Regions from separate parts of the Gossypium hirsutum genome. Here region 1 is linked to region 2. The links are chromatin contacts, called in public Hi-C maps. All regions are on one chromosome and are shown on one strand. The core of a region is the stretch at or near the end of the contact, and the rest is flanking DNA. Distances in the headings are between cores, read along the strand shown.

Region 1 (4,313 bases), core at 1,335-3,834, 100 kb after region 2:
AAATTAAACGTAGTTAAAATTGTTTTCAAATATTTGTTTACTTTATCTTCACCCTTAATATTATATAAATAAAGGTGAAATGGTTGGTGCAAATGTTCTGCTTGGTTAGAAAATTCAAAATAACCTCTTTCAACTCAAATCATAAATCTTTTACAAAGTTATAATATGCATATGGCGAAATTTAAAACCATGACATTAATATTAATAAAACTTCATTTTTATCATTTTTTATCTTTAAATTTTAATATTAAAATAAATATTTTTACCGACGTCATTTATATATTGATTGGATTGAGTGTCACAAGTCAACTTAATACCAATTTAGAATTGATGAGGTTTTTTTATTACTATGTTTTTGAAATAGAACTTTTCTTTCGTCAATTTGATAACATTTTGATAAAATATTAAATAATGCTTTCTACCATAATAGCATTTTAACATGCTATAGAAAAATTACAATATGAATTAAAAAGTAATTAGAGTGCATTCAGTATTCTTAATTAGGTGTATTTATCTATTTAAAAAAAAATTACTCATAATTTAAACTGATTTGTTTTAGAGTAAGCTACAAGAATAGATTGAATAGTCACCAAACTATTCAGTTCGTTCTATTTTAGTCACCCAACTGTTTTTTGTTTTTGTTTTAATCAGTAAACTTTCAAATTTACTCTTTCATTAGTTGTCTAATGGATGTTTAATGTGAAATTTGTTTTATTGGCCTAATACCAAATTTAAGCCTCCAATGTTTACACATTTTATCAATTTGATATTAAATTTAAAAAAATTAACAAATTTTAGCCCTCAATGTTTACAATTTTTCATTTTAGTCCTAATTATGAAAATTATAAAAAATATTTAAAAAATCTTACAATTTTTAAAAAGTAAATATAAATTATAATTTTAAAAAAGTAAATATAAAAATATTTTAAAGAATTTTGCACCAAAATGACTTTCAATAGTATCTTCCACTTTATTCTTCCGTCCATTCAATTATTGATAAAGTTGGAAATATCAAATGTCATGGCCTTGACTAGCAACCTCTCCAATGCTTGAGTTTGAAATGATAAATACATGAGAACACTATAGCCTTAAAGAGTAAGGCCATCGGAGTTAGTGTGGTCATCTCAGTCAATTTTCTAGGTTTATAAATTTGTTAATTTTGAGCTTTTAACTAGTCATTTGAGACTAACAATGCAGTAAAAGAAAAAGAGACTAAATCAAAAGAGACAGACTAAAAAAAATAACTTTAATTTTCATGTTTTTCCATATGTTTGGTTAATGAGAAAAAGAAAATATAAATTTTAAAATATTTAAAAAGCAAATATTAAAATATTTTAAAGATTTTTTTAAATATATTTGATAATTTTTAAAATTAGAACTAAAATAACAAATGTTGTAAATATTAAGGGCTAGATCTGTTAAAATTTTTAGATTTAGAACCAAATTGATAGATATGTAAATATGAAAATGTTAAATTTATTATTAAACTAATAAAAAAGTCTGTGCGTTATACTTTGGTTACTAAGTTAACGATAAGAGTGATTAAAATAAGTAATTTAAAAAAATTAAGTGATTAAATCAAAAAATCTAAAATAGAATGAATAGAATAATTGATTGACTATTCTTAAAATTTACCCTTTATTTTATTTTAATTGTTTACACATTATATATATTATTATTTGTTAAAATTCATATGTTTTATTATTTATTAAATATTATTTTTGGAGGCGTAATTTTCATATGATATGTAGAATTACTAATATATGTTTATATTATTATCAAATATTTTGCAATTTTATCGTCAAGTAAATTTTAAAAAAAAATTAAAGTCGATTCTACAATGGACGAAGGATACATTTTTTTTTAAAAATTTTCAACTACGTATTTCGTGATTGAAGTGTGTTTTGTTGGTAATAAGTAAATATTATTTGTTGGAGAAGTTAAGGGAGAGAGAAAAAACAGAAGAAAAAGAAAGATGATGCTTAGGGGAGTGGAGGAGTTATGGCAGAAGGGAGTTGTCACTCAACAGCATAAAAGCAGGGTAGTTGAAAAGGATGGGAAAAACAGTAGGATCGGCGCGAAATCTGGAGATTTGTGAGGGAATAGTCATCAGACAAAACAGAGGCTTTGCCCCACTTCCCACCATATGGTAACTGTATAAAAAGTAAAAATGGAATCACCCATTCATGGATCGATCCATCCATCCATCCCCTCTGTTTCATTCTATAAATTAACTCCCCTATTTTAGCAGCCACTCCAATCAGTAAAAAAAAGGAAAAACCACTCACATCGTGCTGCGTGCGGCTGGTTTGATTTGGTTTGTCTACCAATATTGTCATCATTATCATCATCACCATCTTCATTGCTTAGCCAACTTGTAACACCACCACCACCCACACTGCTCCCTTAACATTAAGCCCATTAAAGTTCATAAAACATCGTGTTCTTAAATTCATTTACTAGGCGCCCACAATTTGACACCTGCAATTTTCTTTTTTCTTTTTTTACCCTACTAGTTTCTGGTGCTAACTGCAATGTACTTTTAATTGTTGAGTGAGGACAACCCCATTCCTGTACAACTGGTCAGGTTCAGATCAGATGACAGCGTGGGGCCACTTATAAAGCTCTAGCTAACCAGAACGGGGCCGACCGGCTAGGCTGCTTGAGCTGGCGTTCAACCTCTTAATAATAACTTTCACTTTGTCTCAATATTATCATCTCAAGTGTTTCACCATTGTTGGTCTCATTGAAGTGGGCTATACACTATTTGCTATGGACTTCAAGATAAATATTGTAAGAGCCCAGCATACATTTGCTAGCTTAAATATGATAATTCTATGTATTTATATAATTTTCGTTTTTTTTATTATTAAGAATCTGTATTAGAATTAAATTTATTTACTAAATCTATGTTATACTAGCTTACTAAGTTCATGACTTGGAAAGTCGTCACTGTTTCTCCTTATCCCAGGCCTTTGGGCCTTTGCCAAAGGCCCAATTTACTATTAGAGGTGTTGCAATTTGCAATTGAAACCACTGTAATTACAGGTGAACTTATGATTTGTATCCCTAAACCCTATTATTATTACTATTATATGTGTTATGACTTCGTATTTCCAAAATTACTATTATTGTGAATTTTGTGATAAAATTATGATTATAAAAATAGTAATTTCTTGTTAATATATTATTTAAAAATAACTCCAATTTGACCTCGTTATTTGCATTTTTTTCTTAATAACATTAATAATTTAATTTAAAATAAGATATGACATTAATAACAAAAGAAAGTTATATGGTACACTAAACTACCCGAACTTGATAGAAAGGATGATTAAAAATAAGTTAAATATATAATTTTGTATTTAAGTACAATTTTAATGTTTAAATTGATATTTATATGTTGTTTATTCATATAGCTATTTAAAATAGATTTTTTTACACATTTTAATCCATTTTTCATATTTATGTTAAAATTGGATGATGTGAATCAAACAAGTTGGTCATGAGTCTAAATTTTTGATTGATTGGCACCATCCAATTTTAAAGGAATTGTAAAATTGAATTAAAATGTGTCACACAAGCTAAATTCGTGTATTGTCATGAACAAAAAATAAAAATTTGATGTCATTTGAACATTAAAGCCAAATTTAAATTTCAAAATGCATATTTATCCAATAAAATATAAAATAAAAAGAATTAAACAAATGATTATTTTTCAACTTTATTTATGAAATTAGAAAGAAAACATTGTCAATATTCCAAATACAAATCTTAATGATAATAGAAAACTAAGTTATATCAAATTAAAATATAAAAATTATATTCCCAAATTATATGTAGAGTTAATTACACTAGACATCTCTAAACCATGACCCTCTTTTTTAAATTAGTCCCCAAATTTTAAAATATTCTAATTTCATTCCTAAACTATCAAAATTATATCAATAAGGTCGTTTTGTTACTAAAATAATCAATTTAACCGTTAAATTAGATGTCATATCTTACTTGGCATAATATGAAATGAAAAATTTAAAGGAAAAGTGAATATTGCGAACATAGATGTTGAAAAAATTTTGACTTTGGGGTTTTCTAAGTTTTTACAAAAGCTTTATTGTTTATTGTCATCTTTTTTTAGTTTTACTTTATTGTTAGTTTGACTTAAATATACATTTGGACCCCAAACTTGTTACCTTCTCCCAAGTTGGTACTTATGCATTTTTTTTCTCAAGTTGGTACTCGATTTTTCATTTTATATAGAGTTTCGGTATTTTTTTGTAAAGGTGTCAAGTATGGTACAAGTGGCACTTTTA
Region 2 (4,120 bases), core at 226-2,725:
TATATATATAAATGAAACATACGAAACTAAAGCATGCATATATTATATATTTATGTATATAAATGAAACATACGAAACTATGAACTTCTTTTCCAATTTTTTTTAACTAAATGTCATACAGATTTATTATTTATTCATTTAACAGAAATTGAAACATAGGACAATGAAGAATGAAAAAAAAATATTGACTTTAACATGATCATTCACTGAAGTAAAATATTTTAAACTCTATAATTAAATTTATCAATTTGAAAATCACCCAAATTAAAAATTAAAATAAATCCCTAAAATTTTAATATGAATTCAAGATAATCAAGATATTAAAAAAATACTTTAATATAAACCTTCAAAGATGTTATCCGAAATATAAAACCCATGAAATTTTATAAATCAATCATTCAAATGAATAACCTTAATCAATTCCCAATTATTTAATATGTTCGAGGCTCGGATGTCACTTGTTAGAATTATTAATTAAGATATGATATAAAATTTAATAAATCATACATCAGGATCTTCTCATGTCAAATCATTAAGAACAAAATAAGAATAAAACTAGATGCAGAAGCATACCTAAATCCATAAATTCCTTGAAGTTTTTCCTGATCTTGGGAATTTGATCTTCCAAATTAGCACACAAGAAATTCAGAGAATATTGCTCTCTCTTTCTTAAGGATGGGATATTAGAAAAGATATCTTGTATATAATTTGGGGACCATAACCCTAATATTTATAATCTTGTCATATTAGTACTAATTTCTAATTAGCCCATCATTAATTAGAATTTGATTAGAACTCAATTGCTAAAATATTTACACGTATTTGACCCATATTTTATTTAATAATTAAAGCACAATAAAACATTAACCAAATTAGATCACTTTTAATTTGGTCTAACATATCATGATAGTAAATAATAATAACATGTAATTATTCTTATTATATATGTGATGTCCATATTTTTCAACACGTTCTTCATAGGATAAATCATGGCAACCAACCATTTCTGTATTAAAGGTCGAAAAGAAATGTATGGCCCAACTATACGAAATTTTGATTACGTCACTTGGGCTCCAAAATTTTTCCTGAAAAATAAAATGATTGTGATTCCTCCATATGTGCCAAGCAAGAATTCTAAAAAGGCATGCCCAATTGATTCCTCCCTCATGGATCATAGTATTATCTTACACATTAAAAAGAATCCAATCGAAGTATTAAAATTCATATTTTAACAAAACTAGACTTGAACAATTTTATTTAACTAAATTAAAAAAAATTAAAATGATAAATATTTTTTAACAGCTTTCAAATTAAATGGTAAATTTTCGATAAAATTCAAGTTATATTTTTATATAAAAAAATACCTTGATTTATAGAAAAATTAATATACCTTGAGTGAAAGTTTTTGACGATAATCAAAGTCGTGATAACCCGCCCATTTAAAAGGTGTAGCTAGTGGGCTATGACCCCTTATTACTCAAAACATGGATTGCATATAGATAGGGAACGAACCAATCATAATCCTCCTTCAAAAATCTTATCCACCTGTCAATCACTCCATTCGTCTGCCACCAAAACCTCACCCACACTAATAATACCATTTTTTATTATTACTTTTAGGTAATTCAAACATTCAGACAAAAATAAATTAGAAAACGAATTTTTTCTAAGAAGAGCTTTTTTTTTTTTTTTTTTTGAAAGCAAGGAAGAATACTACTGTGAAAGAAGGCAGCAAAAGGAAAGGAAAGGATAGGATTTGTAGCGTTCAAGAGGGCGCTTATCTATCTCAGAAATAGCAGTAATTAATTTTTGAGGAAAAAATGGCGGCAGCAGCAGCATCAGCTTCCATGTCGGCCACCGCCGTCTTGATTCCACGTGTTCCTGCAGCCGTTAGAACAACCCACTGTTCCGCCTTGCCGCCTGTCCCTCCTCGCGTTTCCACCGCTTCCTTTTCCTCGTCCGTTAAGCTAACTCCAGGTACTGCTGTTAACATTCTCCCTTTTAACGCCTCACTTCACTTGCCTGCTCTTCCTTTTGTTTGATTTTACTGAATGAAAATGAAAGCTTAATGGTCATAGAAGTTAAGAGTTCACTTCTATATCCTGTTCTTCCAAACACCATATTCGGAATTGAGATTGGTTTTTTCGGAAATGAAATCATTGGTGGTGGGTGTAGGATCAGAAACGTTATATTGGTGACAATCACACGTGTTAAGAGTAGTTGCAGTAAACTAATTATGGAGGCTTTTGTCTGAAAAAATGGGTCAATCTTTTGGACGATAATATGGGAGTTGGGACCCCAAATTTCAAATGGGGATGAATTGGTACCAATTCAAGTATGGGATAGAATGCAAGTAACAACTCTGGATGAATGTCGGACATGTTCGTATAACATGAATAGATAGGTAAAACAACTATGAAGTGGTCTAATATATAGCGCTCTTCCTTTATAATGCCACAACAACAAATAGTTTTATTTGGTTGTCTCTGTCATAGTATATGCATTTGACTTTGAGCTACGTATTCCTTGGCCTTCTATTTACCCTGTTGTTTTTGGTACAGAATCCCGGAGGTTTCCTTTTCTCCAAACAAAAGCAACAGAAGACACCTCTGTCGATACCGGGGAGCTTTTTGATGACTTGAAAGAAAAAGTGAGAAAATGGTGGCCTGCACATAATCAATTTCTTGCTCTTTTAACCTGCTGAACTGAGTGCCTGACTTGGCTTGTTTTTTCGTGGTTTTCTAGTGGGATAAAGTTGAGAACAAGACCACGGTTCTTCTTTATGGTGGTGGGGCAATAGTTGCCGTTTGGCTATCATCTATTCTTGTTGGCGCCATTAACTCAGTGCCCTTGGTAAGTGGAACTCTTCATGCTACACTTTATAACTTGTTTTATATGCTAATCCTATCTGAAATCAATGCATTTCTGTGCTTCTCAGCTTCCAAAGATAATGGAGTTGGTTGGACTTGGATATTCAGGATGGTTTGTCTATAGATACCTTCTCTTCAAGGTAAGTTTTCAGTCAAATATATATGGTCCCATGTATTTTTTGTGTGGAATAATCCAAGTTCTTTATGGGTGAGCCACATCATTTAAACACTTGCAAATTGTTCAACTTGATAACTCTAAAGGGAAATTTACAAATGCATGAAGAGACAATGATGTATTTGATGGTTTTGAATCAGCATTTTTTTGTTGCAAGTGCTCACTTTGAACTTTTAAATCTAGCTTATATATTAGAGGTGGTGTTCAACTTAAAAGAGTGGATTAATTTACGATTAAAATCAAATTGGTTATCAGACTATAGTATCAGATCATATATATGAACACTAAAAGCCGTGTGCTAAAAACATGCGTATTACCTCAGTCAAGCAGGAAAGAACTAGCTACGGATATTGAGGCACTGAAGAAGAAGATTGCTGGAACTGAATAGATGTACAGGATTGGCAATGGCATGCTAATCTGGCCTTCTTGTATCCTCTAAAAGAGACATCTTTATTCTGTAATTGTAGGGATTCCTTGTATGAATTCTTGTCACCTTTATATTTCCCCTGTTCCTGGAATAAAACTTGTCAATTTTATGCGCATGCCTCTAGTTTTCCTACTACATATAAATGCCATGTTTAGTGCAGAGATATCCCATTTCTTCCATTAAAATGTACAGTGACTCGCCCTATTATCATGTCAAGGTTCATGAACTCTGCAGAAACAAAACAACAAATTCGAGCATGCAAATGCCAACACTTCTTAATATCTCTCAAGAAACCATAGTTAAATTGCAAATCTTTTCCTATACAACAGAGTCGCCTGAATGTCATTCTAAAGCTGGAGAAGCTTTCTAGAGGTAGGAGGAACCGATATATAACATTCATAGTTTAATATTAACCAGCTGCCACCAAATTCAATACCCAGATTGATATCATACTTGAGACTCACATTAGCACACAACTCTGCATCCCCCCCCCCCTGGGGCCCGAAAAAGAAAAGGTAACCATATCCAACACGTATTTGGACATTGATATTAGGAATAGGATCCTCTAGATATATGAAAAATTTTCAAAACAATTGAGTATACCCATATCCGGCACTCACCACCTAATCCTAATCAACATAACATAGA

Evidence for each region. A called contact is a pair of places that touch in the nucleus more often than the background predicts.
Region 1: a Hi-C map of leaf shows a contact between it and region 2, with 3 times the contacts expected there. The contact joins the enhancer-like site here to the promoter of LOC107933524 in region 2. A contact is called at or near these places in 6 of 34 Hi-C or Micro-C datasets (leaf and seedling).

Annotation. Positions count from the first base shown.
Region 1 is chrA08:102,766,452-102,770,764 of Gossypium_hirsutum_v2.1, forward strand. No RefSeq gene overlaps it. Among protein-coding and RNA genes, the nearest start is that of LOC107933532, 49 kb to the left of the region's middle. Within about 2 kb of position 2,585, at least 6 of the 9 cell types and tissues checked have an H3K27ac peak or open chromatin away from gene starts, as enhancers often do. A contact at or near this core is called in leaf, where this site is marked.
Region 2 is chrA08:102,666,481-102,670,600 of Gossypium_hirsutum_v2.1, forward strand. It overlaps LOC107933524 (protein CURVATURE THYLAKOID 1A, chloroplastic), which reads left to right and starts at 1,476. Exons shown (of 5, transcript XM_016865757.2): 1 at 1,476-1,977; 2 at 2,562-2,650; 3 at 2,746-2,853; 4 at 2,939-3,010; 5 at 3,368-3,587. The coding sequence starts at 1,821. The coding sequence ends at 3,433.